5 separate regions of the Mus musculus genome follow, and all the other regions are linked to region 1. A link is a contact called in public Hi-C, HiChIP or PLAC-seq and Micro-C data. All regions are on one chromosome and are shown on one strand. The core of a region is the stretch at or near the end of the contact, and the rest is flanking DNA. Distances in the headings are between cores, read along the strand shown. Region 1 holds the start of Tmtc2 (transmembrane and tetratricopeptide repeat containing 2). Region 2 overlaps Tmtc2 (transmembrane and tetratricopeptide repeat containing 2). Region 3 overlaps Tmtc2 (transmembrane and tetratricopeptide repeat containing 2). Region 4 overlaps Mettl25 (methyltransferase like 25). Region 5 has its middle 87 kb from the start of Mettl25.

Region 1 (4,234 bases), core at 1,031-3,530:
GTCTCTGCTGGGCACAATGCAGAAACACATCAGGGGTGTATGGGGTAGTTCTGCAAGTATCATCAGGGAATTTCATAGCAGACATGAGGGTGGGGACCAAGATCCCCTGATTTAAGACATCCAATCACTCTTAGCAGGAGAGTGGACCGAACAGAGTATATAGACTATGGCTGGCTAGCAAAGAGTATATACCCTTCCTTCTCGGACTGTTGTCAACCACTTTGCTGGGTTCACGAGCTTCCTCGCCCTAACCCTGGAGATCCATTCACTCCCCTACGCCCAGAGAGGCTGCTGAAAGGCTGTCAGAGTAAATCTGTGTTCACTTTTTGGATGGTTTAATTTCAATGGAGCATGAAACACTCCAGGATGGTTAATAAGTTTAGCCAGGCATGCCGTTCTCCCCAATATATTTTAATTATGCATCTGTTTTAATTGTAATCAGATTAAGTCACCGGAAAGGCACAAATTGGGAGTTGTCCCTAATGGCTATTGGAGCTTTTCATCAGTTTCTAAACACTAACAATATATTTTAAAAATAGGTAGAGACATCAGCACAAGGGTGATATTTTTCCAAGCATCAATGCAGTTTCTTTGACAACACAATCCGGGTCTCATTAGCCACCCAAACTAACCCAAATACAGAAGACAACTTCTGTCTCCAGGGCGTCTTCTTCTGCAATTAGCACCAGCGAATCACTAATGTCTCATGCAAAACGCCCAAACAGAACTGAAAGCCCACGTTTTTATAAAGGAATTCCCCATGATGCGTGAGCAAGGTTGGGGGAGCGAGAGATACAACCAGCAGCGAGATACAGCTCAAAGTTTACTATCATACACGTCAAAGAGAAAGTTGACTCAGAGTACGCGCGCTCTTTCCTCTATTTGGCAACTGTCATATGTGCGTTTAACTTCGAGAAATCAGTGTCCTATCAATAAAAGGAAACCACACGGGGAGGATCTTCTAGGGGTGCAGAGGTGCTTCCTTCCAGCCCACACGTAAAATCGCTTAATATGCTTTTTCTTTCTTTCTTTCTTTCTTTCTTTCTTTTTTTTTTTTTTTTTTTTTTTTTTTTTTTTGCACCAAGGTATACCAAGGATTGTTATTGGAATTTTTACTTTGGCTGGTTGTTTGTTTAACGTGGGTTCATTAAACAGTCTTCCAAATTGCCTGGATTTCCGCAAAGAAACTTAAGCGCCTGCCAACCAGCAAGAAGCAAGCAAGAACCTGCTGCAAAGTAGGAGCGGAAACTCGTTCGGCCCGCCCAGCGCGCCTGCGTCCGTCCCGGCTGTTTGCTTTAGGTGTTACGGTTTCCGTGTCGCCTAAACCTTCAGGTGCAGATACCTGTCCCCCCAACCCCGCCCCCAAGACGCGCTTCAGCCTGACAGCAAGCAGTACCAGAGCCACCGAGGAGCCCCCACCCCACCCCCGTCGCACCGCAGCCATTGCCCCTTTCTCTCACCCACTTACCTGTCATCGTAGCAGAAATCAGCACTCAGGGTGTTGAGATACAAGGCGAGCCCCAGAGCGCTGCTCACCAACTCTGCAATCATCTCTCCACCGCCTTCCCTCCGGCTTGGCTCCCAGCGCGAGCGCAGCAGCGGCAACAAAAAACAGAAGCATCAATCCCCACCTTCCGCCGCCTTCTCCTCCTTGGCTGCACTTTTCCCCGGCTTCCCCGCCCGCCTCCTCGTCCTCCCTCCTCTCCTTCTTCCGATCCCGGGCTCCTCCTCGGGGCGCCGGGCTCCGCTGTTCCTGCGTGCTCCGGGGGTTGCGGGCTCACACCGCTCTCCCCATACCCGACAACCGCGAGAGGCAAGCGGCGATCGGCTTCACGCCCCCCGGCGGAGAATCGGGGCTTGTCCTTTTCCCGCGGCTCGCGGTCCCCACCCTAACCCATGGCACTTTGGGACGCCCTAAGGTAAAGGACTGCGGAGATAGAAGAGTGCAAGAGGGGGGACCAAAGGGCTGGACAGAGCGAGGATCTGGGACCAGCGGGAGGAAAGGAGAGACAGAGAGAGAGACCGAGAGAGAAAGGGGCGGGTGGGAGGGACGAGGCGAACCGCCTCCCTTCGCCGCCTCCCGGGCGCACGACTCCGGGGCCGTTCGCAGCAACTCGGCCGCCACCGCGGCTGCGGCACATTCACTCTTTATTGGTTCCCTCCCGGACCCCTCTCCAGTGAAGTGAGAAGCGGCGACTGGGGACTCCAAAAGCTCCCGCGTGGGGTTCTCGTCGCGGCCCCACGCGCCTGCGTGGCCAGCCCACCACCCTAAGCTAGCCCGGCCCCTTTCTCCACCCAGATCCTCCCCGCAGACTCCTCCCTGTCTACCCCCACTGGCTGGAGGCTCCGCCCACTCTTCTAGCTGCTCCAGCCTGGTACTCTGGCCCCACTCTCTTCTTCATCTTCCTTCACCTTCTTTTTGACTCTGGAAAGCCTCCCCCAAAGCCCAGGACAAAGATGACTTTTGGAAGATTGCCCAAAACGATAGCTAGAGTGTGCCCTGGGCTCTGGGAGATGGAGGAGAGAGGCGACAGGAGGAGTCAATGGTTTGCCCAGTGCTGCGGGGAGGCGCTTTGCACGCTCTAGATCGCAAGCCAAACGTCTAGTGCCAAGAGCTGTCAGGCAAAAGACTGGTCAGCTGGAGAGACTTCTCGGGACGCGGAGAGGTAGAACAGGTTTGCAGAGCGCTGGCAACCTCGGTTGACACTAAGGATCTATTGCCCCGCGCGCGCGCGATGCGTGAGCTGAATTGGGATGGAAGGGCCTGTTGAAGAGCCAGGGAAGCAGCGTTTAGGAGAGAGTTTTCCGAGGCCACGCCGTGACGGTCGACATTAATATTAGTGGAAAGACGCGTGCCCCGCAGTAAGATCATGAAAAGGGATCCAGGAAATGAAAGAGGAGAGGCAAGAAGGTAAGAAACACCCACGCGTTCCTCAGAAATTGCGTGGGGATGGGTGTCTTTAGTGGTTCAGGACTGTCAAGCTGACTCTGAGACTATAGAAGAGACCACGCTAATGCAACCCTCTACAACGGCATCCTTAAACCCAGCAGAGCGGAAAGCTAATGCCCTTTCCTTTCCGCCCGGATGCAAGACTGGATGGAAGGCATCCAACATGATGAAATACGGTGCAGAAGAATGGTCTGGGCAGAAGGAGCGCTGGGTACTAAAGTTGCATGACCAAAGAGATCCGAGAGCTGTCTGCCACACCCCCTTCCTGCCTGGTTCCCTTTCTGACTGCCCTGGTCGCTCCCTTGGACTATGATGAACACGACTGCAGCGCCCCCTGCTGTGGGGAAGCTACAGGGCACAGAAAACACGTCCTTGCAGGGCTGACTTCCAACTTCCCCTTTTGCACCTAACCAGCAAGCTCTTCAAAGATAATAAGGAAAGTGGACTCCCTGGGTATGTGGCAGCGATCTGAAAAGTTTGAACGCCTGCAGAATAAGGATGTCTGACTTCACAAAGAAATCGTTTGGAAACTGACAAATGTGTGTTCAACCTCCAACAGGCAAATTGTGATTTGATCAAAATATTATGAGCACGTAGGAAGTTCTCAAATAATATATTGAAGATGGTGATTCTTGTTCTTCAGTGCTCCCCGGTATAATGTATTTTTTAAAGTTTTTTTAAAAATCATACCAGTTGCTCCATTCGGATCCTCTCTGACCTTCTTCTGAGCTTATGTATTGATATTGGATCCTGGGGCACTGGGGGAAGAATAAATACTTAAGTCAGATACCTAGATTTGAGTATCAACTCAGCTATTAATTATTTGAGTAAGTTGGGGCCAATCACCTCCTTCACCCCTCACTTATAAATACTACTTTGGTTGGGTGAGTTTCCATGTAAATAAAGCATCCAGAGGGGGACTGGTAAGTGCAATAAGTTAGCTGTTATGATTTCCAACGTCATCCTTTTACTTCTTAACTAATACTTAGACATTCCTCTCTAAAATACATACCATTACACCCACACTGTTCCACTCTTAGTCCGAGCCATCACCAAAATACACCCATCACATCCACAGAGCGTTAGTATCTCCTGCACAAACTAATCTGATGGCCTTGTAAATGGTCTTGCTTCTACACCTACCGCCCCTGCTCCAAGCATTTACTTGAGGCTCCAGACAAGCAGCTTTAAGTTCAATCACTCCACTTAAGCGTGTGTAGTGCACATAGAATAAAACTCTCTTAGTCTGGCTCATATGGTCCTCCCCCTCTTCTCAATGTGTTC
Region 2 (4,234 bases), core at 570-3,069, 240 kb before region 1:
GGTGGGTAGGGGATTGGGGGGTGGGTATGGGGGACCTTTGGGATAGCATTGAAAATGTAAACGAGGAAAATACCTAATTAAAAAAATACAAAAAAATAAATATAAAAGTTTTGTGTCTTTTATCTGAGAACTAAATCATCACAGGCAGGGTAGAAACCCCCAATTGCCATTAAATATTTACCAAAGCAGATGTTGGTAAATATCTTCTCAGGAAAAGGAGAGGCTGCCTCCCCAGGAAAGAAAAGAGAAATCACAACCAGCTTTGCAGAGTATGTAACTGCAATACATAGCTTTTAAAATAAAGTGCCTTTGAATGCCTGTCCACCTTATAGACCGCTATGAAGAAAACATAACTTTACAAAGGAAATTCTTTGTCAATAAAAATATAACCTGCGATGGACTTTGCTGATTTTAGAAGAACTATTCTAAAAATTGAAAAAGCATGTTTGTGCCACCTCTGTTAGTACATCTGAACAAACAGTAAGTGTCTATACGTAATAAGGCTGACTTCCAGCCATACATGCCAGGTTACCCATTCTGTATCATTCCTATGCATTCACATATCAGATCACAATATAACCCATAAATACATTCAGTGTAGCTGTACCTTGGTATTAGTGTAGGATTTGTTCAGGTTTCTTCTTGGGCATCCATGGAAACCCAAGTCATTTATCATGACAATGAAATATTTGAATTTAACTTACTTATATTCTCCCATTTACATATAGTATAATGCTTCATATGATGTAAATTGTCACTATACTGAATATCCTAGGAATAACAAGAGCCAGGCATGATGGCACACATTTGTAATCTCAAAACTCAAGAGATAGAAAAGGGTCGGGAAGCTTAAGGCCAGCCTTATGTACATAGAGTTCAAGGCTAGAGTGATCTACGTAATACTCTGCATAAAAAGTTGAACAGTTCAGTACGGTTGTGACATATTGTCTGAATAATTTCATGTAATGGTTGTCTGAATATATAGAAGGAATATTGAAAAATACAGAGTGCTCCCTATTTTTCTGTTATAAAATGCACTTTAAAGTTTTTAGGCCATCATTGTTTAAAGCCATAATAGCATTCTAGAAACTTGATTAAGGAAACTCCATCAAAATTATGATAACAATTGTAAACTAAAACAAAAATTCTAGGTCTTGGTAGAGAGAGGTACCTCGGAGAAGGCACTTAGTGCAAGTTTATGGACTTGATTTGATTCCTGGGACTCACATGGTTGAAGGAGATCAGTGACTCCCTCATGTTTTCGTCAGACCTCTACAGATGTGCTGTGCCAAGGGAATCCCCCGTCCACAAATAAATTATAAAATGCTGTTTAAAAGAATTCCAAATCTTCAAATGTGACCTTTTTGCCTTGAGTTCTTAAAAGGGTCTTTAAAACCACGTGAAATATGAGCTATCCCAAAGAGACAATAAATAAAGTTCACGAGCAGCTGAAAAGTCAAGCCTTCTGTACCATGCAGTCCAGCATCTCTAAGTGATGGCTACGCTAACTTCAGGGAGAGCAGGTTGCCACTAATGGACAGCTCTGCATGTTCTAACTGGAGGAGAAATACTCCACATAATTAATTGCCTTTTTTTTTGAGTAAGGAAAAATCCATAGAACTTGTACATTATATTAATATGTTAACTAGTGCCCATTAGCCTAGCATCAAACAATGAACAGAGGATTTTTTTCAATTCATTGTTTCATTACGGAAACAGACGTGCAAACAATCACAACAGCGTGTCAGTCGTGGCTCAAGAAAGGGCAGCATCTTGGGAAGCCAGTGAAGGAGCACGCTTTCCCACAAAGGGCAAGTCAGATGAAGTTCCTAGAGAAGAAAAAAGACAAAGGAGAGAGCCTGGAACGCTGAGAACAGCATTCCACACAGAACTACCGGGGCTATGAAATGCCAGAGTCACAAAGGGTGGCATTTAAAATCTAACAATAGCAATAATAACAGGATTCATGAAAATTAAAATGACATAATCTACATAGGAGGAAGCATCTGAGAACATGAAAATCCAAGACAACTGAAAATTAAGACCGTGCAACTGAGAACAGGTTGACTGTGAACAGCCGCACTTCTCCCAGGCAAACAGTCAGATTACAGTGTTTCCTCACAGTGGCTCACCGCGTGATCTAGAAACACTAAGCTCAGTTGTGAAAGAAAATAACGTCTCTATCTGCAGCTGAAATCATCTTGTGAGCTTTATTTTATTTGATCATCCTTTAACATACAGAGGAACTTTAAAAGTAACCCTCCCTCTGAGACACCAAAAAAATTCCAGAACTTTTTTTTTGTCTGAAGCAATTTACATGTGTGAAATTTCCTAATAGTAATTAATTAACATAAGTCAGAATTATGTTCGAACTTTGCATTAACTCAATCATCTCAATCAAATTTGCTAATTGAGCTGCCTCTAATAATAAGATTTTATATCATTTAGGTATGACTTGAGACTAGAGATGAATTTCTACTCTTTTTTCAAAACGTATGCTCACTTTTAAGCAATGAGTATAATAGGACACTTAAAATGAATTCTTAATCTTTATTATTAATTGAATTTATAATTAACAGCTTGCCAGACAATCCTTATGATAGTTTGAATAGATTTGGCCCAGGGAGTGGCACTGTTAGGAGGTGTGTCCTTGGAGTAGGTTGGCCTTCTTGGAGAAAGTGTGTCCCTATGGGGATGGGCTTTGAGAACCCTCTCCTAGCTATCTGAGAGATTCAATCTTCTGTTTGTCTTCGGAATATGATGTAGAACTCTCAGCTCCTCCAGCACCATGTTTGCTTGAATACTGCCATGCGTCCCTCCATGATGGTAATAAACTAAACCTCAGAACCTGTAAGCCAGTCCTAACTAAATGTTGTCCTTTATAAGAGTAGCCTGAGTCATGATGTCTCTTCACAGCAATGAAAACCCTAAGACAGAAGTAAAACATGAATGTCCCCATATTCTTCTAGATCAAAACTAGAAAGCAGGTAAAAAGATCAAGTAACTACATGGCTATAAATGGAATCAAATTCAAAGGCCTTCTAAGTAAAGTTGTAATACAGTACTCAAGGCTTAGAAAGATGCATTTCCTAAGTTTGTAAGTTTTATGAGAGGAGGTGTGCACTTTCTGTGCTTTAGCTGCTGTGCTATACAGAGAGTAAATGAAGGAAGGAAGGAAGGAAGGAAGGAAGGAAGGAAGGAAGGAAGGAAGGAAGGAAGGAAGGAAGGAGTCAAATCAATGTGCAGCAGGGTTGAGCTTCAGGACCAAATCCTAAAATCTTCCAGGAACTCATGCAAGTGCGCTATGGGCAATGTAAGGAGGATGTGGGAAGCCCTCATTATCCTGTTAGCTATAAGCTAGCAGTCCTGTGCTGAGGATGGTGGGGGACATAAGAAAGGAGCTTGAGACAGCTGGCCTAGCCAGCTACAACTGCATTCCTGGACTTCTGGTTATAGGACAAAGTTATTTCTAGTTTCAGTTTCTTCACAGTCACCAATTAACTTTTTTTCCAAGTGGCAAGATGCTCAAAGCATTAATTTTTTAAGTTTTTATAAATTATATGAAGCCATGCATTTTAACAAATACAGGTAGTATAGAGAATTTTAAATAAAATGCTCCATTTCATTTGAATGCATTCAAAGTGTGAGTTGTCTAGTTCTGAACAATAACCTAATATAATAAACCAAACCATAATATTTTGTTAAAATCATATAATTTAAGAATAAAATCAGTGTGCGAAATTGAAATATTTAAAGCTTTCTGGCAAACATGTTCAGAATGGTTACTCTCTGCTCAAAGAAAAAACTCCATTTGCAGTATTTGTAATGTTAGTGTCCTCTCCAATTCTAGAGAAAGGACACTCATGGGAATTATCAGATGAAAGAGAACCAGGCTGGATTTTCTACTTACAAACAGATTTAAATAGCATCAAGTGATTAACTGAATGCTGAGGTCACCACTACAGACAAAGCTCTGCTTTCTGAACCGTGACATCCCTGTGGCCACCAGGTCATCCTCAGATAACAGACATTCTATTTGATTTTTGAAGCACAAGGATTCTCTTGATGCATCCTTTTCCCCTAAATCAAATGCTCTATTTTCCTTTCTTTGTTTTAATGAAATGAGTATGAAGACTGGCACAAATGATATTTTTACAAAGACGCCTTTGTGTAGGGAAGTCCTAAGAGAGGAAGTATATGCAGAAGAATATGGCATGAAACAGTTACTTTTTAC
Region 3 (4,234 bases), core at 636-3,135, 210 kb before region 1:
GAAATAAAAAACAAATCTTTCAAATCCAGTTATGTCGTGTCCATTGCAACAACCACCGTAGAGAATTGTCCCTGCTTAGCCCAGGAATGCAAAATCATTGTGAAATCTCCAATAGACAGTTATCAACCATGCCCAGGAGTTTTTGATATTATCAACCACAGACGGAGACAGGACTTGTCATTTTACAGTGTTTCAATCAGCATCGTGTCTCCCCCATGCAGATTTAAAGCATAAATTAGCCACACAGTCACTGGGAGATGCATCACCCATTTGCATCCAATCAGCTAATGACTGGCAGCTGTCTGCAGGAGCCATGATAAAGGCAGCAGTTTTAAAGTATAATGCTTCATGAGGCTTAAAATCATATTCTGTAAGAACACATGGCAGACTGAAGTACTCGCAAATTTTCAAAAGCTTTCAAAGGAGGAAGGAAAACAGCCTCAATGTGTAGTCTCAGAAATTATTCTGAAATACTGGCTTTAAAGGGTTTCTAATCTTTTGCTAGACTTAAGTAATGTGACAAATTGTCAGGAGGCTTTTTTTCATAAGATTCTTCTCCATCTCATAATTGCTGAGGAAGTAACTGAAGTCAGAATTAGGAGCACTTTACAAATAGGAAAAAGAAAAAAAAGAAAAAAAAAGGCAGCAAGAAACCAGAATTGAAAGACTTTTGTTCATTTCAAAATGGAAGCCCATTTGACAGTCCTGAAATACAAATGACCTCCATTCCCAGTCCTACCAATCATTTTATAAAGTATCCTTCTCGGTATCTCTCTCACCCAAAGAGAAAAAGTTTACATTTCCTTATTGCCTGCTTGAGCATTCTGCCTCTAAACTGAATATAAAACTCAAGAAGAATGACTACCATATTTACCTTTCAAGTGTCCTTTATCAAAAGCTTTCTCTCTAGTAGGCATGGTCTTTATTGTATAAATGGTATTTATGCCTTGTGTGCATACGTGAATGTACATGCTTATGTGGAAGGAGTACATTCATGTAGCATGCTTATGGAAGATTGAGCTTAACACCATATATCATCCTCAGGAGCACTCGAAACCATCTTTAGGATAGAATCGATCATTAAGCTATACTCTCTGGCAAGCATGCTTCAGGGATCTTCCTGTCTCTGTGTCCCATTACAGGGATCACAATGCATTCGTTACCATGCCTAGCTGCTGTGACATGGGTTCTGGGAATGACACTCATGTCCTTACACTTATGAAGCAAGCACTTCACTCCCTCAGGCATTCTCCTACCATGTTGAATTTTCAAGTGCAAAAGCCCCCAAGTTTCTTCCATCCCATCTTACAGTCTACACAGATAATACACAGACAGTGAGCAACATCATTGTGAATGCCATGAGAAACAGGAAGAAAGCGGAAGATAGGGGATGCTGCGTAAAGAGGCATGGCTGTCATCTTCAATGGGGCTTGATAAGTCCACATCAAGCATCTTACTGACAGTGGCACCTTCATGTGAGACCCAAGGAAGATGCAGAGGAAGATGCAGTGCAACACACTGGGGATATCTGAGAAAACACACTCCACACAAAAGCAACGACAGAGACACAGGGGTCAGAGTTTATCAGCCAAATAGAAGGCATCAGAGCAGCTTGCAGGGCTGGAACTGAGCACAGGAAGGCAAAGGAGCTAGATATACGCATCTTCTCTGAGATTCTGTGGTTTTGCTTGTAAAGGAAAGAGAAATGAGTAGAAAGCCGTGGTGTATGGAGTGCCTTGTGGGTCCTGACATATTTCCATAGGGTCACTGGGATGGTGGTTAAGTGTAAGCTACTATAAAGGAATCAGCATGTCAGCTCAGACAGTAATGATCTCCTTTGTCCCGACAACAGGAAAACTGATGCAAACCGAGACTCGGAAATACCAAGCTGAAACACTTCCTGGAAACTTGCAGAAACAGGCAAAGCCAGAGAGAGCCTCAGAGGTGAGCTGCTCCAGAGCAGAAGCCTTGAGGGTCAGCAAATTACACCAAGGAGGCGCCTGGCAATTCTGCTCAGTTGGCTTAGATCTCACGCTCTCGTGGCTCAGGTAACATAATAGAAGGGTGTGCTGTGTTAACTTGACTCAACCTGGAGTCATTTGGGAAGAGGAATCTCAGCTGAGAAAATGCCCTCTGTCAAGCCTTCTGTGCATTTTCTTAATCAGTGATTGATGTAGGTAGTCCTGGCCCATTGTGAGTAGTAGTTCCACTCCTGGGAAGGTAGTCTTGGGTAAGTAAGAAAGCAGGCTGAGGAAGCCACTGGAGTGCAAACCAGCAAGCAGCATTTCTCCATGGCCTCTGTATCAGCTTCTGCCTCCAAGTTCCTGCCATGACTCCCCTCCGTGATGGACTGTGACTTGGATTTGTGAGACGAAATAAACTCTTTCATCTCCAAGTTCCTTTTGGTCATCCCCGCACCAGAAACCCTAACTAAAGCAAAGAAGACTAAATCGGGAATTTACACACAGCATCTGCTGTGCAAAGGTCTGCTTTCTTGTAGAAAGGAAGAGGCCACAGCCTGTCCAGATGCAAGAGAACATCTGGTGGCTTGAGTCCCTTCCAGTGTCCCTGTCTCAACAGGAAGTGGGACAGGGGAAAAGAAGAGAGAAAAGATAATGGTAATAAAAGCTGAGAGTCAATCATAAGATAACATAACACCTTCTGAGATATATAAAAGCACCCAGTGTTGCATTAGATTATACCAAAATATTAACATGAACAAAATAAAGTCTGAGTCTTTAGGGAGTCCTGAAGACAGGGAGACAAAATGCAAAGTACACTAGAGGAAGTTGACACCTCTGGGGGCCTAAGACTCTAGCACACATTATATATAAAATGAAAGTATTATCTCAATGAACAAAATGTCTCACAGAGAACTCTCCATTTGTGCTATAAAATACACCATATCTGGCATAAAATAAAAAAATACAAGGCATAATGAATGATCCAGTAAACACAGGGGAGCAATTCAGGTAGGAATCTTTTAGTAATACGCTAGTGTAATGGTTCTGAACCTGTGGGTCGCAACCCCCAGCCCCACCCCAGAGGGGTGGTCACGTATCAGATATCCAGCATATCAGATATTTACATTACGATTCATAACAGTAGCAAGATTACAGTCATGAAGTAGCAACAAAAATAATTCTGTGGTTTGGGGGGGGGGGGTTGGTTGTCACCACAACACGAAGAACAGCATTAAAGGGTTGCAGCCTGAGGAAGGTTGAGAACCACTGGTCTCGTGAAGGATGACGACAGCTGTGCCTATGGACATAAGAGTGGAGGAGGTACAACACGGTCAGAGGCTGGAGATATTACTGAAGACACAGCATGAAGGAATTACAGGTGGAATGGGCATGTACTGACAACGGAAGAGAGGAGGCACAAATAACTCTTGGCTTCACAGTCAACTACCGGGAAAACGGACTGACCATCCAGTAAAATGATGGACAGCAGTAGATAAGGCTGGAACTTAGTCGACGGGGTCTTAGAGTACTTTTACTAGTTCTCGTCAGCTAAGCAATCATTCGCCTACTCTTGTGAAAATACTTAAAGCATATGCTGCTAATCAGGGGCTGTGAAGAAAGCATGGGCCAGTGGCTTATGAGACAGCTTACAATAGTGATGATGAAATGAGCAGGCATTTTAACTACACGACCAAAACAATGGGTTCAAAATTATCACTGTCAGGCATCAAATAGTTAATGCTGAAAACGACCTATGTGGTTAAAAAAAAAAATGCTTCTACCTCATGTGTATCAGAGACTGCTATTTTGACCTTGGCATCTGAATATGGCCCTCCCTGTCTTTCAGAGTAATGGCATTTGGCTGGATGGTTTGCCTTCCAAAGATAATATTTCCCAGCCTTTCTCACAGAGACATGTAGCCAACAATCTCTGGGCAAACACAGTATATATAATTTCTTCAGAATAACTTAGAAAGAATGGGTACACCCGAATTCTACCCGTCCTCCCTCCTTTCCTGTCAGCCGAAGTGCTGAAGTGATAATGAGCCATCTTGGACCACATGGGCAGGGTGACCCATCGAGATGGCAGGGATCCTATGAAGCGATGGCGCCACCTTATCAGCTCCAAGCTGCATGTATTGAGATTGCCACATGAAAAAATAACAGCTTCTATCTTCCCAAAGCAACTCTTATCTGAACCCTTTGTAGCAGCAGCTTAGCATGAAATTTAGCCAGAAATTTTAATAAATCCCCCCCAAAAAAACAATATGG
Region 4 (4,234 bases), core at 764-3,263, 200 kb after region 1:
GAACAACAGGGCAGGCCTTTGCAAGCAAGCATCCCAGATGCATATACACTTGCATTTGCATGTGATACAGAATGTGGGGTCTGACAATTCAGAGACCTGGATCTGGGCTTGGGCCAACCACTCCCCACTACCTGCTCTCCTGAACCGCTCCAGCTAGGCAACCCAAAGCTGCCATCAGCAGGAGGCAGGGGCAGCTCTCCTCTTCTCATGCCCCCAGGGCAGCGCAGTGTCACCCACACCTCCAGCGCCAGCTCCACCGTTGCACTGTGAAAGTTCAGAGGCCCGTTTTCTCAAGGGGTGCATGCAGTGTGGGAAGGGCTGGGCCAGCTCTCCTGCTCTCACCTCTGCAGACTCTCACAGTGCCTTTCCCATCAGGGCCAGCTTCACTGCCCAGGTGAGGTGCAGGGCCTGCTCTCTCATGATCCCAGGGTCAGCGCTCCTGGATACTGCAGGTGCTGAGAGCGTAGAAGGGTAGAGCCCCCCGGCCCCTCTCCACCCGTCACCTCAAACCAGACGAGTGGCAGGGCCAGCTTGCCCACCCCTATCAGGGCAGGCTCACCTTTGCTTCCTACACCAGGATTAGCTTTATTGCGCTGTCCAGGAGGTGCAGGACCTGCTCTCTCACTCACGTGGCCTGGGGCCAACCCCTGGACTGCCATGTTTGGGAAGAGTCAAGGAAGCTGAGGCATCACACCTGTACCCACAGCCCTCATGACTGAAGAGTGGCAGGGCCAATTCTAGCCCTTGAGGCTGGTTCACCTGCGCCCCCCCAGCCCCCCCCCCCAAACCAGGGTCAGCTCTTTTGTGCTGTTCAGATGACTTCCTGTCTGTCTTGGTCCTCCAGTGCATCGCTGACCAGCTTTGATTTGATTTTTATGAGTTGTAGGCATAAGATAGCTTTGTCCACCAAGCCAGGCATCAAGCTAGGATGAACAAAGGACTGCCATCTACTCTGCCTCTGACTGACGCAAGAACACCACTATCATCAAAGGGTTAATTTCATAAATCCTCTCAAGCAAGCATGGACAGATAAAGCCAGTGGCAAAGAGGCTCATGTGACCATGGTGTAAGAAACTTACCATACTGTTTCTCAAAAGATTATTGACACTGTATTTCTTTGTAGAAACAAGAGAGGATTGAATTAACATACATATGACTTTTAGAAATCATACAATTATGTAGACAGGTATTTCTTGGGAATGTGAATCTTAGGGGAAGTAAAATAGATGTTTTGATTTGTTTTAAAAATGAAAGGTAAGCTACGGGGGATTGCTCCTCCTTCTCTTCTTTCATATTTGGGTTTTAATTATTAAGCTTTGAGACTCCATATTCCTTCTGGGCACATATCCAAAGGAAATGAAATCACCACCTTGGAAGAATATCTATGCTGCAGTATCCATTGGAGCATTATTCATGAGAGCCAAGATGTAATAACCATCTACTCTTTCACTGACAGATTAATGGATTAAAAAAACTACCCTGGTATTTGTGTGCATGTCACACACACACACACACACACACACACACACACACACACACTGAAATACTATTCAGCCTCCAACAAGAAGAGAATCCTGTAAACCTGCCACAGGTACTTGATATTGTGTCACAGTTGACTGTTTCAGAGGTACATATTTAGAATTAACTTGCTTGGAGAATGGTAAATGTGCTTTAAAAATAGTGCATACTTTATGAAAAGGGCCAATAAACATCACTCCAAGGTTATTACAACTATTCAAGATGAAGGAGCTAAGAAGGAATCATTTTGAATAAAAAGTCTTCAAAGATAACCATGTTCAACAGTCTGCAGTGTGCCTGACTTTCCTTTCCCAAACTTGGTGATGGTAAACTGCAGTTTAAAACATAGAAACATAACGTGACTGTTAGGTTGCTGCTGAGAGAATCATAAAAGGAAAAAAAAAAAGCTCAAAATTAGTGACTCTCAACAGGGGCAATTCTGGCAAATGCCAGGTTGTTTAGAATCGTTCTCCTGCTGACATCTAGTGGCCAGAGGCCAGAGGTGCTGGGAGTACACGGAGCTGCTTCTCACTACAAATTCAGATCCACAGGCCGGTGGTGCAGAGGTTGAAGAAGGCCCTGAGAGCTAAGTCCACTTGGCTTTCACAACTGACTGCAGACTCGTGGAGAAACTCTTCATGCTTTGTGAGAGCCAGTGTAAATCCAGCACATTTAGCCTCGGTGTCCTTTGAAAGGAGATGTCTCGGAATTTTCGGTTTCCTTTCATGTTTAGTATAATTTCTTGTGACTCCAATTTAAACGGGTGTAGTAAGTAATTCGCTTACCTACACTGTTAAGTGCACAGCAGTACATTTGCCACCCATGGAATTACACAGAAAGGTCATTAATAAAACAATTATGGATCTAGTCAAAGCTCTTTTAAGTCTTTTGGTATATTTAAAAATTAAAATTCTATATAGCATTTAGGATTTCTTGAAATAATGCTACATACAAATATCTATTGGTTGTGGTGAAATTTTTAATTAATACTCCTATTTCATAGTATGCACGCAAAATGAAATATTTGTATTTTATATCAGAAATGTAATTTTGGTTTTATCACTTTTCCTGTTCCAAACAAAGACCTAGAAAGCACTATTTTTAAAAATCTCTTTTGCTTAAAATCAAGACAGTAACCCACCCCCAAATCCATTCTTATAGGTTTGCTTCCGTTCCTATACCCCATTGTTTCAGACCCTAAGATGTTTGCTGGTTTTCCTCGTTCTCAGTGTACTCCAGGTCATACTTTTGTTTTCCTTTAAATCACTTCTATTTAAAACACAAAACAAAATAAAATGGGCCCTGTGATTATACGAGAAAACCAATAGGCCATTATTAACATCTCTATTAGTTAAGTAAAAGCAAGAAATCATTTACTACAGTCTTTTTAGTCAGTGATACTTGCCTTTTCCTGAGACTCCTCCTAGATGTATTTTGAATAATTGAAGCAGCTACCATGAGTAATTTTTTCTTAAGCTATTTCTTTTAGGAAAGTTCAGAGCACCTGTAATGTGCCCTGACAGCACACAAGCAGACGCCCCATCAGTGTCACAAGAACACTGCATTGGCTATAGAGAGACTGTACACCACTGCTGCCCAGGACTGTACTTTATATTGGGATCCAGTCTCAGAAGTATGCGTTTCAGAGGTTTAGGTAACTTCATGAATTATGATTTTGCTTCTTCTGTAAGTGTTATAGACCTATAGACCTATATTTTACATTTCTATATGTGACTCATTTCGAGTTTGGGAAAGATGTAAAGTTTGTTTCTAGAGTCATCTATCTACTGTGTCTGCCCTGTTGTCTGAACAGCATGTGGTGAAGAGGTTTTTCGCTCTACTCCATTGTCTTTGTCTCCTTACTAAAGTCCACTTGGCTGCATTTGGATGGGTCTACTTCTGGGCTCTCAGTTCTGTTCCTGGACCCATTTATCTATTACTCTACAAATATCTACTTGTCTTTACACTAAATCTTAAAGCTACCTAGTAACAATTTGTAAGCTTTCTTTTCAGTTAGTATTGTTAGCTCTTTTTGATTCTTTTCTACAAAAGACTTAGAAACAGTTTCTACGTCTACAGAAAACCTTTTTGAAATACTGACTGAGATGTACTGAAACATTGTCTCAAGTTGGGGCGCACTGACACTTGAGAACAGGGAATTTTCCTACCCATGAACACAGACTCTCTGTACACTTAACTTATTTCTAGTTTTGTACTTGAGAGGCATTTCCTTTGAATTCTATTAGAAAAACTGTATCTTTCACTTTAAGAGAGGATGCTCACATAAATACTGATGTATCTTAATTTACGTCAAACTTGTTCATTGTTGGTGTAGAGGAAATGATTTTCTCTATATAATCTATATCCTACCTTATTTAATTTTATTATTTTAATTGCTTGTTGTTTCTTTGGATTTTTTCCATGAACATTATCACGCCATCTTGAACAAGAACAGTCTTCTTTCTTCTCAATCAAACACCATTCACCCCCTTTCTTCTCTGACCGAGAGAGCCGGTAGGTACAGTATGATGTCGAAAAGTATGGAGGAAAAAAAATCTTGCTTCTCATCTTATTGAGAAAATGTTGCTTTTCACATCGAACAGAATGTAGCTGTGATTTTCTGTTGATTAAAGCTATGTGTCTTGATGCATTTTTTTTTGGTAACTTGTCTTGCTTGGTGTTGGTGGTGGTCTCTGATTTCTGGATCTGTGGTTTG
Region 5 (4,234 bases), core at 448-2,947, 180 kb after region 1:
TCACAACCATCTGTAATGGGATCAGATGCCCTCTTCTGGTGTCTGAATATAGCTACAGTGTATTCATAAGCATAAAACAAATAAATCTTTAAGAAAAAAGAAAAAAAACCGAATGAGCTTTAATTTTGTAATAAAAAAAAAAAAAAAGCTAAGGAGATCCAATCGATTCATCCTTCATTCGTTATCTTTAACGACCGAGCTAATCTAGTAATGTGCCAGGAAGGGTTTGTGAACCCCAAAAGTCTACCAAGGAGCCATTTCTGATGTTCTAATGTATTCACATTAGGGTGTCTTTATTACAAATTCGAGTTTGGGCTTATTTACCACAGACCCACAGAACAGTTTGGTGAAGCAGCCTTGAACTCTCATTGGGTACAGTTTTGTAGAAAATGGAAGCAAGTGTGCCTGTGGGGGTTATCCATCCTGGCAAGCATCTAATTGAATGACTATTGAAAACTGACAGGTGAGTGCTCTGAAGCAAGATCTTATATAATCACAAGCAGTCTGGAAGTGCCTCTGAAGCCATCAGACTAATCTTTGATTAACTGTTGTTAGGAAGTAGCTAGAGAGTAACTCTGGTCAAGGACAAGGCATGGGGTTCTTCCTGGTACTTGGGTGTAGCTTGGGCTCAGCTGCAGGTCAAATTTTCAGGCCCACCCCCTTTTCTTTTAAGATAGAGGACAATTCCAAGATGGAGTAGGTTTAGCCTGTCAGTAAGAAGAGCAAATTCTTTGCTGAGCACTTGCAATCAACATATTGTAACCAAAATAGGAAGCAAGTAATTTTGGTGATAAAGGTAGATACTAATTGTGCTACACATCTACTAAATGAAGCATACTTTCAATAAGAATTTCAAATCTCTTTATCTGCAGCCTATACAGCATTTGCTATTAGTGAGAGCAACATTAACTATTTCTTTCTTATAAATGTTTAGTTTCCTATTCAAAATTCTAGCCCTGAAAAAAAAATCAACCCCCCCCAAAAACAACAACAACAACAAAAAAACCAAACAAAAAAACTTGAACTTCAAAACATTAAAATGTATTCTTCCGAACAGTTGTGGATGTGAACCCATCTTCCCAGCACTTGGAAGGCCGAGGCCTCAGGAGTTTAAGGTCATCCTCAACAGCACAGCAAGTTTGAGGCCAGTTCTGGCTCAAACATAAATGAATAAAATAAAAGCCTCCAGTGTAGTATAATCTGCTCTCTAGTGTCTGGAACTTTCTAACAGTTGCAGCAGTTGGTCGTGTGAAAGCACACCTGGATTCTCTGGAGTCCGCTGCTTTTGTTTAACAAAACACACTCAACACCATTCGATACAGTAGAAGAGGTCCTTTGATAGCTCTAATCTTGAGCTCTGTCTTCCTGAGGTGTTGTATGCCGGCCTGCGGCCTACTTGAACCGGGTACACCAGGGAGGCAGGCTGGGGCTGAAAGAGACTTAGACAACAAGAGATTAATGGAGCCAAGACATGATTCCGTTCAAGGCCCTCCAGTTTACTAACAGAGTTTACTTATAAAAGGGGAAGGCTCATCCCCCGCCAGTCCCTTCTTGGTGTCTGAAGCCAGCCTGTAGGTGATGTGCAGAATAGATTGTCTCAGGGGCTTCTCAGCAGGTAGCAGGGTCTTGGAGAGAGCAGTGGCTGGTGGCAGAACAAAAGAGCCATCTAGGTTGGAAGGCTCCACCTTAGGTAATTTCCTTGGCAGCAAGGTCAAAGTCTGGATCAGCCTGCTTCAGGGCTGAGGGAGGCTACACTGAGGTAAAGTGGAAGAGAGCATGGATACTTCGATCATTAAACTCTCTTCTCCTGACTCCTGCCAGGGAACCCTAGTCTCACCCCCAGCTGTGCAGTAGAACCTGCACTTTATCTGTAGTAGATCCCACAGATCTTCCACTCCTAACTCCCCCTCCCCAACTCAAGGTTTTCTCTCAGTCCCCAAGTCCAGCAGGCTCACCCTGCTAACCCACAGGCCACGCCCCCAAGGGCAGCAGGTAAACTGATTGACAGCTTTCCCTCTCCCTCTGTCCCTCCAGATCTAATCCCTAAGCAGGGGTGGGGGGGAGAAGACACATTGAGTCAAAAAATAAACAACAAACAAATAAACAAAAACAAACAACAAAAAGGAACAAACAAAAACAAAACCAAAAAGATTCTAAGATTTCTGGCCATGCAGAGGCTGGCCAGCTGCCAGGCAACTAACTAGAAGATATCCAAGAGGTGTCCCAGTGAGGATTCAGTATTGATGGTATAGCAGAAGCCAGAGTTCTCGAACCAGACAGGAACATTTGCAGGTAATGCTGTTTTGGCAAAAGGGCATATACTGTGGGACACATGGTGACACACCAAAGCTTCCATGGGAAGATAAGGGTGGAAGGCATATATGGTGAAAAAATAATATAAACCTCATTTGTCTCCATTTAAGGACCAGGCCTGATTTGGGGGGGGGGGGCGGGGAGAGACCGTAAGGCACCAGCTACAGGAACAGACGCTAAGTCCCAGAAACTAGGCCATGAGATATCAGCTCTAGGAATGGACCATAAAACCCAGAACAAGGTCATAAAACCCCCTCCCAAAGAACAGCCTGGGGATAACCACAAAAAATGGGGAAATATCTCAGAATGGGCCATCTGCACTGGCCAGCCTATCTACACGAATGTAGACCTCTGACCACCTGTGACCTCCTAGCACCCAGGAATGACATTTTCAATTACCTAATCCCTTTAGAGAGTTCTCCTGGTTCCCCATAAGAAGGCCTGAGCCCCTTTGTCTGAGGTCTCCATTTTCAAAGAATGATTGACCCCTACAAACTGGTTGTTTGTGCAGAATAAATGCTCTTTGTTTTTTCATACTATCTGAGTCTGGGGTCTTCTTTCAGGGATTTTTGGACCTTTACAATGAGAAGATGCGTGGGATTTGCATACATAATGTAAAATTCATATAAAAAATCAATAAGAAGTTTTAAAAATTATATTAAAAAACTACCTGATAACAATTCCCCCACCTTGAGGATGTTTACAGTATGGAAGACAAAAAAAAAAAAAATGGGGATCTGATGTGACAACCAGACAAGCAAAAGTATTTCCAGATTTCTGGCCTGAGCAACGAAAGGGTGTAGGTGCATCTGAGGAGAGGTAGGGGCAGAAGTGAATTTAAAGCAAGTTGAGATAAGCAACTATGAGGAAAGGAACTGTGCAGCCAAATCAAATGTGAAATCTGCATATTTGACCCACTGCAGATTAAGCACAATCTGGAAGCAGAATGAACAGGTCTGCAAAGAACTTGTACAATGCCCTTGGTTGGCATTGTCCCTACAACACAGCATGACACCTACCTGCACAGGGTTTCCACTGGATTGGGTCTTGTATGTAATCTAGAAGTGGTTCAAACGGCAGGGAAGACTGCACACGGGCTATATTGAGATACTTTCTAGATACAGCATTTGAAGAGCCTCAGGTTTGGACACCGTTTTGCAGGGAGGAGCCCTAAATCAAATGCCATATAAAATAGAGGACTGGATCCTAGAGGAAGTGGGGACAAGAACAAGTTTGGTTGTAGAGGATGAAATCATAACACATTTGGAAAACACAGTCTTGTCTGGGGTAGGCACAAAGTCGCTTTTACAAGTTGTAACTGATTGGTCCTGTGAAGGTTGTTCTGTGCCACCGTATAAGGGAATGCCAGGGCCAGGAAGTGGGAGTGGGTGGGTTGGTGACCGGGGGAGGGAGAGAGGTAGGGAGTTTTTGGAGGGGAAACCAGGAAATGTAAATTTGAAATGTAATAAATTTGAAATGTAATAAATTTGAAATGTAAATTAAAAAAGAAGAAAAAACCAATAAAAAAATAAAAAAAATATAACGTCTTTGCTTTCGGTTTTTCAAAACATGGTAGCATGGATATGAAACCTAAGTTGATATAAAAAGTAACTGTGATACCAGAGAGGTGCCTCAGTGGGCAAAGATGCTTGCTGCCAAATCTGGTGACCTCATTTCAATGCCATATGCTGAAAGGAGAGAACCGACTTTTGAGAATTTGTTCTCTCCTACATATGCTCTTATGTGTGTGTGTGTGTGTGTGTGTGTGTGTGTTTACTGGGGTCTACAGAATCCCATGCCAGTCAAATGGAAAGCAATGTAGTAAAATTTAGCCTGGAATTTGTGTCTCTCTCTGCTTTTCTGAAATTCAGCTGTTCAATTCCAACACCCTCTGTCATGTTAAAGGCCTTTGCTCCAAGGA

What was found. A called contact is a pair of places that touch in the nucleus more often than the background predicts. HiChIP or PLAC-seq counts read pairs in DNA pulled down with a chosen protein or histone mark.
Region 2: a contact with region 1 is called in an H3K4me3 HiChIP or PLAC-seq map of neural tube, with 4 times the contacts expected there. The contact joins the enhancer-like site here to the promoter of Tmtc2 in region 1. A contact is called at or near these places in 5 of 39 promoter capture datasets (3T3-L1-derived adipocytes, embryonic stem cells, liver and 2 more), 4 of 484 Hi-C or Micro-C datasets (granulosa cells, immediate neuronal precursor, nephron progenitors and 1 more), 7 of 115 datasets of contacts at active chromatin or transcription factors (astrocytes, craniofacial prominence, embryonic limb bud and 4 more) and 4 of 9 other capture datasets (adipose tissue, embryonic stem cells, liver and 1 more).
Region 3: a contact with region 1 is called in a Hi-C map of the G1E-ER4 cell line, with 3 times the contacts expected there. The contact joins the enhancer-like site here to the promoter of Tmtc2 in region 1. A contact is called at or near these places in 2 of 39 promoter capture datasets (the 3T3-L1 cell line and liver), 14 of 484 Hi-C or Micro-C datasets (the C10 cell line, the G1E-ER4 cell line, the HPC-7 cell line and 6 more), 15 of 115 datasets of contacts at active chromatin or transcription factors (SST interneurons, bone marrow-derived dendritic cells, craniofacial prominence and 9 more) and 5 of 9 other capture datasets (adipose tissue, embryonic stem cells, liver and 2 more).
Region 4: an H3K4me3 HiChIP or PLAC-seq map of neural progenitor cells shows a contact between it and region 1, with 6 times the contacts expected there. The contact joins the enhancer-like site here to the promoter of Tmtc2 in region 1. A contact is called at or near these places in 1 of 39 promoter capture datasets (liver), 32 of 484 Hi-C or Micro-C datasets (B cells, the G1E-ER4 cell line, the N1E-115 cell line and 21 more), 11 of 115 datasets of contacts at active chromatin or transcription factors (astrocytes, bone marrow-derived dendritic cells, embryonic stem cells and 3 more) and 1 of 9 other capture datasets (pancreatic islet).
Region 5: a contact with region 1 is called in a Micro-C map of embryonic stem cells, with 3 times the contacts expected there. The contact joins the enhancer-like site here to the promoter of Tmtc2 in region 1. A contact is called at or near these places in 8 of 484 Hi-C or Micro-C datasets (B cells, embryonic fibroblasts, embryonic stem cells and 5 more), 5 of 115 datasets of contacts at active chromatin or transcription factors (embryonic stem cells, neural progenitor cells, neural tube and 1 more) and 1 of 9 other capture datasets (pancreatic islet).

What each region holds. Positions count from the first base shown.
Region 1 is chr10:105,572,199-105,576,432 of GRCm38.p6, forward strand. It overlaps Tmtc2 (transmembrane and tetratricopeptide repeat containing 2), which reads right to left and starts at 2,281. Exons shown (of 12, transcript NM_177368.4): 1 at 1,469-2,281. The coding sequence starts at 1,551. It overlaps Gm15663 (predicted gene 15663), which reads left to right and starts at 2,353. Exons shown (of 3, transcript NR_038032.1): 1 at 2,353-3,489.
Region 2 is chr10:105,329,067-105,333,300 of GRCm38.p6, forward strand. The region is part of intron 4 of Tmtc2 (transmembrane and tetratricopeptide repeat containing 2); the gene reads right to left. Among named protein-coding and RNA genes, the nearest start is that of Gm46241, 130 kb to the right of the region's middle. Within about 2 kb of position 1,820, at least 7 of the 459 cell types and tissues checked have an H3K27ac peak or open chromatin away from gene starts, as enhancers often do. A contact at or near this core is called in neural tube, where this site is marked.
Region 3 is chr10:105,364,381-105,368,614 of GRCm38.p6, forward strand. All of the region lies in intron 3 of Tmtc2 (transmembrane and tetratricopeptide repeat containing 2), which reads right to left. Among named protein-coding and RNA genes, the nearest start is that of Gm46241, 90 kb to the right of the region's middle. Within about 2 kb of position 1,886, at least 5 of the 459 cell types and tissues checked have an H3K27ac peak or open chromatin away from gene starts, as enhancers often do. A contact at or near this core is called in the G1E-ER4 cell line, where this site is marked.
Region 4 is chr10:105,772,573-105,776,806 of GRCm38.p6, forward strand. The region is part of intron 9 of Mettl25 (methyltransferase like 25); the gene reads right to left. Among named protein-coding and RNA genes, the nearest start is that of Mettl25, 67 kb to the right of the region's middle. Within about 2 kb of position 2,014, at least 7 of the 459 cell types and tissues checked have an H3K27ac peak or open chromatin away from gene starts, as enhancers often do. A contact at or near this core is called in neural progenitor cells and stem cell-derived neural stem cells, where this site is marked.
Region 5 is chr10:105,752,429-105,756,662 of GRCm38.p6, forward strand. No RefSeq gene overlaps it. Among named protein-coding and RNA genes, the nearest start is that of Mettl25, 87 kb to the right of the region's middle. Within about 2 kb of position 1,698, at least 3 of the 459 cell types and tissues checked have an H3K27ac peak or open chromatin away from gene starts, as enhancers often do. A contact at or near this core is called in embryonic stem cells, where this site is marked.